Regions from separate parts of the Rattus norvegicus genome. Here region 1 is linked to region 2. A link is a contact called in public Hi-C data. All regions are on one chromosome and are shown on one strand. Each heading gives the region's core, a stretch centred on a gene start, on an enhancer-like site or on the middle of the called end of the contact. The rest is flanking DNA. Distances are from core to core; before and after follow the strand shown.

Region 1 (4,791 bases), core at 1,384-3,883, 170 kb after region 2:
TGTGTTACTGACAGAAAGTTGTCTTGCTCAGGTCCATGGGGCTAGACTGCCCTCTAGTGTTAGAAAGTTCAAGTGGCTCGGGAAACGAGATACAGGCAGCCTCATCCTCACAAGCAAGCCCCAGTGAATCTCCTGACTCAGCTTCCTCCATAGCGCTGGGAATTCAGGCTTAGGTAGCAACATCCTGGTTCGAAAGGTGATTCTAGTCCAAGTCTTCATGCTTATACAGCAAACATTCTTACCACTGACCCCATAGGAGTCCTTTCTAAAACCCAAGGCTTTCAAGACAACCACCCTTCCCAATACACTAGGTGGTGAGCCAAACTATTTATTATTTATTTCTAATAGTCTGAAGCTTGGGAAGTCCAAGGTCCAGGATTCAGTTCTTGGCGGGGGGCTTGCTTCCTGGCTTACAGAAGACAGTCTTTTTTTCCCATTAGTTTTAGCTGGTCCTTCTGTGTTCTTTGGGCCAGTTTGAAGGTATTTGAAGCCCATAAAATCAGTAATGACTAAACATGTGTGTGTGTGTGTGTGTGTGTGTGTGTGTGTGTCTGTCTGTCTGTCTAGGAGGAGTGTCAAAGATGTACTTAGCTTTCAAATGTTCACCCCAAGTCCCCACTCCCCACAACACCTGGGCATAAGTAGATGCCTCGTAGAAGGAACTGAAGCTTTGCAATTTAGCAATGGAAAGTACATCCCCGTTCCTCAATGGGAAACCCTCTGCCACTGTGACCGACCTATTGAATCCGTTATGTTTTGATAAGCTCTGCAGATGCTGCTGAAGACTCTAAAGCTTGAGGAGTCCCAATTTACAGAAACTTCTAGAGAGATAGGACCACAATCCTAATCCAAGCACGTCAGATTGTACCTCCGGACGCCGTCAGTTGTATAAACAAATACAATTATTTTTCTTTATACTCGTTTGAGTTGCACTTCCTGTTACTTGCACATGGAAACACAAGTACAAGAGGACTTCGTTATAACATTGCACAAAATATTACCCCCAAATGAAACAATATCTGTCCTTCTCAGGGTTGTTATTGTTGTGACGAAACACTATAACCAAAAGCAAGTTGGGGAGGAAAGGGTTTATTTGGCTTATACTTTCACACCGGAACTCAGGTGCGGAAGAAACCTGGAGGCAGGTGCTGATGCAGAGGCTACAGAGGGCTGCTGCTTATTGGCTTGCTCTTCCTGTCTTACTCAACCTACTTTCTTATAGGCCCCAGTACCACTAGCTCAGGATAGCACCAGACATGATGGGCTGGGCCCTCCCCCATCAACCACTAATTAAGAAAATGCTATACAGGGTTGCCTGCAGCCCAATCTTATGGACGTGTTTTCTCAATTGAGGCTGCCTGCTCTCTGATGACTCTAGCTTGTGTCAGGTTAACATCAAAACATCCAACACACAAACTTAGGGGCATCAGGGTAATAATGACACAAACACCATCTCATAGTTATACAAAAGGGATTTGATCAACAGGAAGTCTGAGCCAGTTAAAATTTCCAGATAACCAAAAATGTACAGAAACTTAGTGTTTTCTCAGGGATGTAAATTCTCCTTTTTTTTCTTTTTAACTTATTATTTGGGGAGATGGCATTTGCACTTACGTATGTGAAAGTTAGAGGATAGCTGGGAGGAATCAGTTCTCTCCTTCCATTGTGGGTTATAGGGATTAAGCTTGGGTTGTCCGGCTTGTGTAGCAAGCTCTTGGATCCCAAGGCTCTGCCCCCTCTATTCCTTGCCACACTGTATCTCTCGTGTGTAATTTCTGGAGACCTTGTTTCTCGCTTTGTTGCCATCCTCTCTCCTTCAGTCTTCTTAAGATCTCAGGATCACCCCCTCTTTCAGGCAACAAGCAACATTTCTCTTACTTTCTCTCCGTTTCAAACTCTAATCTCAGCCTCTTCAGTCCTTCTCAGTGACAGCTCCCCACACAGCCCAAGTGTCTAACTGTCTAGTCAGACTCTGTGCTCTGCACCACACTGTTCATAGAAAAAACCAGTCTGGTCTACTGGGGGGCAGCTGCAGACAGGATAGGAAAACCTGGCTTTGGATGTAGCCTCATCAGCAACAAGAAACTTCTGGAATTTGGGAACGACACTGAACTCGTGAGGAATCATAGCATGTGGTCATCTCTCCCTCACAACACTGTGTCATCTATCTTACCACCTATGTAGCAGGCACAAGTCCCAAGAACAAACAAGCTAAACTTCTCATTTAGGCCATGCAGTTTCCTGGCAGCAGAGCAGAGACTTGAACCCAGGCCCACTATCCAATCTTCTAATATGAAAAACAAAAAGCCAGCTCAAACTAGTTTAAGCCAAAAACTGAATTGCTGAGTTGAGTCTAGGAGTGTATTTCAGACACAGGTTGGAAGGAGCTGGGCTCACTACATGACCTCTGGCTTCTCCTCTGCTGGCTGACTTACACTAACTCTTCCTACACGGTAGGCAAACTGGACACAGTCAGCTTTAATCTCTTGGAAATAGACTTTACGGCCCCAGGAGACTAGAGCTTACTTTTCCTAATAACTGCATAAAAATTCTACCAACATGCTCTTTGGTCAAAATTAAAACCACATGCCCAGCAGAGTGCTTGGATTAATGAGGCCTGAGTCATGTGAGCATGGACTGTAGAATACGGGAACAATGTCCCGCTTTGAACCACGCCAACTGACAGGCCCATGACAAGACGAGGGAGAGACAGATTCATGAAGTAAGAGAAGGGTAGCCATACCACCTCCCATGTTGTGCTGATCACCTAATAATCTCCTAATGGCAGTATGTACCATAGTGTTGCCTTGGGTCGTAATCACAGAAAATCTACAACCAAGTAGAACTGCCGTTTGATTAAGAACATGAACCCAGGGGCTGGGGATTTAGCTCAGTGGTAGAGCGCTTGCCTAGGAAGTGCAAGGCCCTGGGTTCGGTCCCCAGCTCCGAAAAAAAGAACCAAAAAAAAAAAAAAAAAAAAAAAAGAACATGAACCCATGTGTGCCAGAGACTCTTTTCTTTTGTCCATCGTGGGAACCGGGAGACTCGGGGTTGGTTGGTTCTGTGGCATGTGTGGTCTAGGAGCTGGTGGTGGGAGGCAGGACCACAAGAGTAGCTTCTGAATAAGATGTCCCTTCCCACAGGACAACAGTAAACACTGGGCCTCCCAAGCAGGGCCACTTTCAAAGCCATGACTGCCTCCTACTCCCCTTTACATGTTTTTTCACTTTGAATGGAGAAAGGGAGGTTGTGGGTGGCCATATCTGTGGAAACTGACAGGGCTACAGTTTCTGTTGTGCCCTGCTGGTTGTTCTGCCTGCTCTTCCGAACATCCCTGTCCCTGACCCATGCTCTAAAAAAACAAGGCTCCAGGAGATGATACCAACGCCGCTGCTAGGACTTACTTTCTTGAAACCTATAGCCTTCTGCCCTACATCAGCAGCCCCAGACACTGCTCTCCAGACTCGATGGCTTCATCCTTGTCCTGCACCAACCCGAAGCCTGCAAGCCACACCATCGGTCAATCCCATCTTCCCCAGAGCCCACATGGCAGCCTGTGTACACAGTGAGCTCCCACAGGGCCCAGCTCTCTTGACTGCTATTTCAGACCCCTGGGGTATCTGTTGACTGGTGGAAGCTGGTTGCAGAATCTGGGTTCTTTTCAGCTGGATCTTGCTTATTGCCTTTTCAGGCAAGCTATGTCAGGCCCCCCACTTCAAGGGGCAGGGCAGGCTGGGTGCCTTGCCAGACCATGTAAGGGTCTAGATGAGAGATAGAGCCAGCGCCAGCCTGGGAACATGATCCACACGACACTGTAATTCTTACGCCTGTAAAATCACTCTAAGGGTCAGAAGCAGCATGTCGGTGAACACTCTGCTTCTTTTGGAGGCCTCCAAAAAATAAAGTCTTTGAAATGCAGACTGCAGAGTTCCAAAGACTCTAAGAATAGGGGCTAAAGGAAAGGGATTGAGGGGATTAGAAGTGTTTAGAGACACTTGACAGAAGAGTGAATTTAGTTAAAGCCACAGTGAACCGAAGATGTGGGCTGGTGACATGGTGGAGTGGAGCTTCGGGGATGTGACAAACACCAACGTGTTCATGTCATGCACAGCCCCAGGCATCAGATCATCATATAACCAGCCAAAATTCTTGGTGCCCACTGTCCTGCTTTCTTTTCCTCTCAAGGCCAGAGGGACTTCCACTGAAGTGCTCCCTCCTTCCCCCTCCGCTCCCTGCTCAAGCCAACTTCCAGGAACAGCATGCTGAGAGCAGGGCAAGAAGGGTCACCAGAGAGGGAGAGGGGAGACAACGGTAAGGACAAATAAGGGAGAAAACTTTGTGCATGTGGACTTTTGTAAGAACTTTATTTCTCAAAAAATGGGGAAAGAATCTAAAGTATTAAAATAATCTCTAGTCTTTGTCCAGGAGGTCAAGAATAGGATGACAAAATAATTCACGTAAAAAGGTCAAGCAATAATTGCCCATCTTCCTCCCACTTGTAGGGACATCCTGAAATTCATCCCTCCAGCGTGATGCTCAGATTCCAATTACCTTGAAGGTACCCTGTGTCCCCAGGCCAGGGACAGACTGTAGATGTAGAAGATGTACACCCATAACTTCACAGCCACAAAGGTCATCTCCCCGTGGATGTAGGTCGGTCTGTTTTAGTCTCCATTTCCAATGAAAATGTTAAAGGTTTTAAGGAGTTACCCTTCCTTAAGAATTCCCAGTCTCCCCTTCTGAGGATGAGCAGACATAAAAGAGATGGAATTCCATGTCGAGAGGCTGAGG
Region 2 (4,993 bases), core at 514-3,013:
GAGATGGCTGCAAAGGAAGTGCTGATACCACAGACAGCGTATCATAAACTCAGAAAGCTCTCACATGGGAAAACTCTGACAAGCCATTAAACAGACAAACAACCTTCAGGAAGCCAGGCCTACCCACAGTGCCTGCCTCTAACCAGGGCCTGCGTGTACAGAGCTGAAAGTCAGGAGATAAGTCATGGCAGGAGGCAGAAAGGCTTAATGGTGCTGCTCAACAACAACAAGACAGATGAGCGGCAAGCTGCAGACCAGGGAGACAGGTCTACAGAGGGAAGATACTATCTCATTCCCTTGTGTGTTCTGGGCAACCTTCAGAAGGTCAGGGGCTTGAACCATCCAGTGGTCTTTTGAGCAATGGTACCTCCTACAGGAAGATGGCTCCATTCCGTGTAAGTGGCTCCTCCTTATAAAGCACCCTTCATACGCCACTGGAATGATAGGATCTATTCCTTTTATTAAAAATAGCAAAGTATAGTGAGGAGAATTTTTAAAAAGGTGGAAAACCACCTAGGAGCAACAACCAAAGCAAAATCAAGCCTACACTAAACTGAATAGTTGTAGAGGACTGTCTGCCATGAGATCACTATCAAGGCCTAATCCCTCTTCACTTCCAAGAGCAGATGAGAAGGTACCTATTCAGGGTGTGTGTGTGTGTGTGTGTGTGTGTGTGTGTGTGTGTGTGTGTGTGTGCATGTACGTGTGCATGTACGTGTGCATGTGTATGTGTGTTTGTGTGTGTGTGCATGTACGTGTGCATGTGTGTGTGTGTGTGTGTGTGTGTGTGTGTTTGTGTGCGTGTGTTGTGATTACTGTCCTCAGACCCTTGGGCTATGGATTTATGGTTTGGTCACAAATAGCTGATGTTAACCTGTCGCAGTACGGTCACTCGCTCGAACTCTGAAAGTCTCAGCTTTAGAAAGTTAGTGAGGTAAATACCAGAGACGCTCATGGGAATCTTACGCTCTCAACAGTTTCTGGAAAATAAGCCTAGACTTTCTCCTACCTGTTCCAGGCTAAGTGGATTCCTTCTTTTAGAACCTTTCCACGTGTATATCGAACCTAGAGCACAGCAGACCTGCTTCCAACACCCACAGAGACCAGCCTCATCCCATTCTCTTGTTCTCATTGAGCCCCGACTCTCCTACTAAGATTCTCCTCCTTAAAAAGCTATCCCAGAGAGGATCAGAGTCTGAATGCTACTCCCTAATCCAGCTGGAAGGCACAAGTTTGGGCTGCCAACGAGTCTCCACCCCATCTGCGTGCACACACCTACCTGGGGCTTGTCAGCCAAAAGGCTGGGATGCACACTTCTATAGCCCTTGGCAGCGAGTGGGGAGGGCTGGGCGTTGCCATTGGCATCGGCACTGGAAGAAAGTTTCCATTCATCTGAGGCAAGAAAAACACAAACAAACCCCATCACTCACAGGTAACACCCACCGGCTTCCCACTAGTTCAAGGGTCCCTGGTGCCCCCAAGGCCCAGAGGCTAAGAATGCAAGAAAAGCCATACCTGCTGAATGGTCCTCTGGCTCCAGGCCTGTGCAAGGAGCGAGAAAGATGAGAACAAAGAGGGAAGAACAGAACCGGTTATGTTTGCGGGAAGCAAGCATGAGACACACTGACTGATGAAAATCAGTGGCCCTCGTCTGACACAAAACTCCCTCAGTCAAGAAGGCCCGATTACCATAGGAACCCACTTGAGACCATGATGTGTTCACAGGCGCTGACCTTTGAGAACACAAGACCACATTCACAGGAATGAAGAAACAATTGTTCCTTGACATTCTTACTTTACAGACTGAAAGGCAACAGAGCTCTCCGCTGTCCAGCCCCCACCCCCAAGCCTGCTGTAGGCTCAGAACGGCCATAGAGGCTGACTGAAGGACGCCTCAGTGGCAGGTTTCTGTTTGGTGGGTTTTGCTTGTTTGTTCTTGGATCTGAGCGTCTCCATCACATGAAACAAAGTACAAAAACATTCACGACGCGGGCTGGACAGATAGCTCAGCAGTTAAGGTTTTGCTACACAATCACGGTGAGCGGAGTTCAGATCCCAGTACCCACATAACGAGTCAGGAATCCCACGAATGCCTATGACTCCAGCTCTAAGAGATCCGATGCCCTGCCCCCTTCTGGCCTCTGCCAAGGGGAGGCTGGGGGGGGGGGAATAAGCACACACAAATTTTAAATAAATCTAATAAAATCTAAACAAATCTAATAAAAATTTTTGATAAGAAAAACCCATACCCGACTTGATTTCGTATGACAGATCAGTCAAAGTGTGCTAAAAATACAATAGGCTCCATGTATGAAGTTATGTGAAACACAAATGAATCCCCTATTTAGGGTTGGGCTCCTTCCATAACATGCTCCACTATTTAGAATGCAAGCACTCCAAAATCTAAAAGAAACAGATCTGAAATACTTCTGGTCTTGAGTGCTTCAAATAAGACCCAGTGACTCTGTATGTGACCGTGCAGCACGGCAGGGAACAAGCACAGATAATCCAGAAAGGAAATGGGCTGTGCTTCCAAACACCCTTATTGATGGGCACTAAATTTTGACAGCTTTCATGTATCATGTAATATCATCTTTCTCTGCATTTTTCTAACAGTCATTTAAAACACGAAGGCCACTTAGGCAGCAGGCTAGATTTTGCTCACGGCCAGTTTGGCTACCCCTACTCTAACAGGCCGGAGCGAGGAGGAGGGAGGCAGCCAAGGGAACATGGTGGTGGACGTTAAGATTCCTCTCTGCACATTTACAGGTTGTTATAACTATTCTTAAGGGATGGATGTGTACAGGATTTTGTGTTGTCTAGATGGGCAAATTATATCTTATCTAGGTGGGCAGTTTATATCCTTATCAATTGGTTGTGAGTTTATTTATTGTGTGGATACACTGAGAATTTAACATGTAAATCTGATTGTTGGGTTACAGTTTATTGAGTCATGATTTTATTGGGTGGCTGGGACCAGAGAGTTCCCGGCTGGTCAGGGCTGACCAGGGCGACCAGTGATGGGGGTGGAGACACTGCTAGGGTTAGAAGATGCCTAGGCTAATGTAGCATGGCGCCACACTGGAACCAGCTGCTAGCTCCAATGGCCCACTGATGAGGGAACTCGAGACCACCATGATGTGTGGGAACCAGTTCTGCCACTTTTTTTATTTTTACCGAAACAAAGATCAGCAAACATTTACTAAGGACCTTTCAGGTGCCAGACAGTTACATTTTATACCTATTCAGTGTCTAAGCAAATGCTCCCCGTACTTCATGAGGGCCCAAGAGTTTGCATTTCTAACAGTGATGCTGAGTGGCAGTCTGCACACCCTACACTCTAACCACTGACAGAAGGCACAGTAAAAAACAGCCTTAGACACCCCAAGGTTCAGGGACCATCTCAGAAGAGGAAGCATAAAGAGCCAGAGGTGTGGATGACTACAAAGAAACAGTTTTCCTGACTAACTGGATAACTGCACATCAGGAACTTGTGGCAATTCGAGAACCATTCACAAGACCCCCAAGGAAGCTAAAGCCAGGAAAAAAAAATCTAAGTTCAGAGAGTGGGAGGTGTAATGAAGTTGGGTTACTCAGCTCTCTTTAGGGTGTGACCTCAGGTAGGATGACCCACAACACTGGGTGGGAAGGGAGGAGGGGGATGGATCTACCAGGAAGTGGGAAAGTGAAGGTGACCAAAAGAGACTGTAGGATATTCTCAAAGAATTACTGCAAATATTATCTTTAAAGTATCCTTATGGGGAGCAAGACTGTCACATCCCCAGCATGCAGAATTTCAGGGTGACTCGGTTATATAGACTCTTGTAGTAGGTGGCCCATTACATTCCTGCCAGTCCCTAACAGACGATTCCTAGCCATCTGCCTTCTTCAGCAGTCACCGAGTTGAACTCTCCCGGGGCATGTGGTTCATGAATGTTACTGTTATCGCATTGAACTGGCTTGTGTAACCGGAGCAAGTATATTAACCTCACCGAAGTTCGCATTTCTTATCTGTAAACTAAAAATCCCTCCTCATGTCCTCCGCCCAAGGTTGCCGAGGAATCTGAGATCGGCCATGTGAAGGTGACCACATTTGAAAATCACTGCTAGGTCCATGCCTGCCCCAGAGAACTTCATGTACCCAGCCGACCCTAGACCGCTAGACACATTCTGTGACAAAGGCCCTTCACCCTCTTCACTCAATCGCTCTTAATGTCCCTTCTTCTCCAAGTTGCTATTTTCAGACACCTCTTGCCAAGCCACTTTTCGAATGCATTAAGTTTATATATCCACCAAATAGCAATAGGTTTCAAATGAGGAGCTCCTCAGTCATAGAGGTAAAATCCAGCACACACACTTGGGGACACATTCTTTTGCCCACTTTTTTTCCTGTTTAGTTGGTTCTATTCAAGTCACACTGGAAGACAATGGTCCATGGAAATCAAGGAGTGGCCATCCTTCTAAAGCGATAGGCACTAAAAGGAAGCCATCTTCATACCATCAGATGACCTCCCGTGAGTTCAAATCCTCTACCTTATCAACTGCGCATCTTCATCTGCAAAACAGGCACGAACTCTTTCCTGAGTCCTGATAGGACTAAGTCAACCACAAGGACTGGAGAGATGGCTGAATGCTTAAGAGCAACTTCTTGTGCTTTGTAGAGAACCCAGGTTCGATTCCCAACCAGTCAGTTTTCTTTAAAACTCCAGTTCTGGGAAATCTGATGTCCTTTTCTGACTTCTGCAGGCACCGTGCACACATATGCTACACATATATGCATGGGGGCAAAACATTCATATACGTAAAATAAAATCTAAAAATAATAAAATATGTGGTATTTATAATAAATGAATTTTATAAAACTGGAATCCAAAACACAGGAAGAGAAAACCCCACAGATATAAATTATATGGTGTGTGTGTATGTATGTGTGTGTGTTATTATGGTTTTGTTTTTTGTATGTTTCATGTCAATGTATGAAACATATACATAT

The links. Hi-C and Micro-C count contacts between places; a contact is called where the count stands out from the background.
Region 1: a contact with region 2 is called in a Hi-C map of Schwann cells, with 2.8 times the contacts expected there. The contact joins two enhancer-like sites. A contact is called at or near these places in 10 of 12 Hi-C or Micro-C datasets (the A7r5 cell line, Schwann cells, frontal cortex and 5 more).

The regions. Positions count from the first base shown.
Region 1 is chr1:249,320,743-249,325,533 of GRCr8, forward strand. It overlaps Aldh18a1 (aldehyde dehydrogenase 18 family, member A1), which reads right to left. Exons shown (of 18, transcript NM_001108524.2): 18 at 4,340-4,791. It overlaps LOC134485237 (a long non-coding RNA gene), which reads left to right. Exons shown (of 2, transcript XR_010063263.1): 2 at 765-917. Among named protein-coding and RNA genes, the nearest start is that of Mir6317-1, 25 kb to the right of the region's middle. Within about 2 kb of position 2,634, at least 5 of the 93 cell types and tissues checked have an H3K27ac peak or open chromatin away from gene starts, as enhancers often do. A contact at or near this core is called in Schwann cells, where this site is marked.
Region 2 is chr1:249,151,263-249,156,255 of GRCr8, forward strand. It overlaps Sorbs1 (sorbin and SH3 domain containing 1), which reads right to left. Exons shown (of 32, transcript NM_001421361.1): 7 at 1,516-1,542; 8 at 1,280-1,392. It overlaps LOC120097534 (a long non-coding RNA gene), which reads left to right. Exons shown (of 2, transcript XR_005495044.2): 2 at 1-2,941. Among named protein-coding and RNA genes, the nearest start is that of Pdlim1, 110 kb to the left of the region's middle. Within about 2 kb of position 1,764, at least 5 of the 93 cell types and tissues checked have an H3K27ac peak or open chromatin away from gene starts, as enhancers often do. A contact at or near this core is called in Schwann cells, where this site is marked.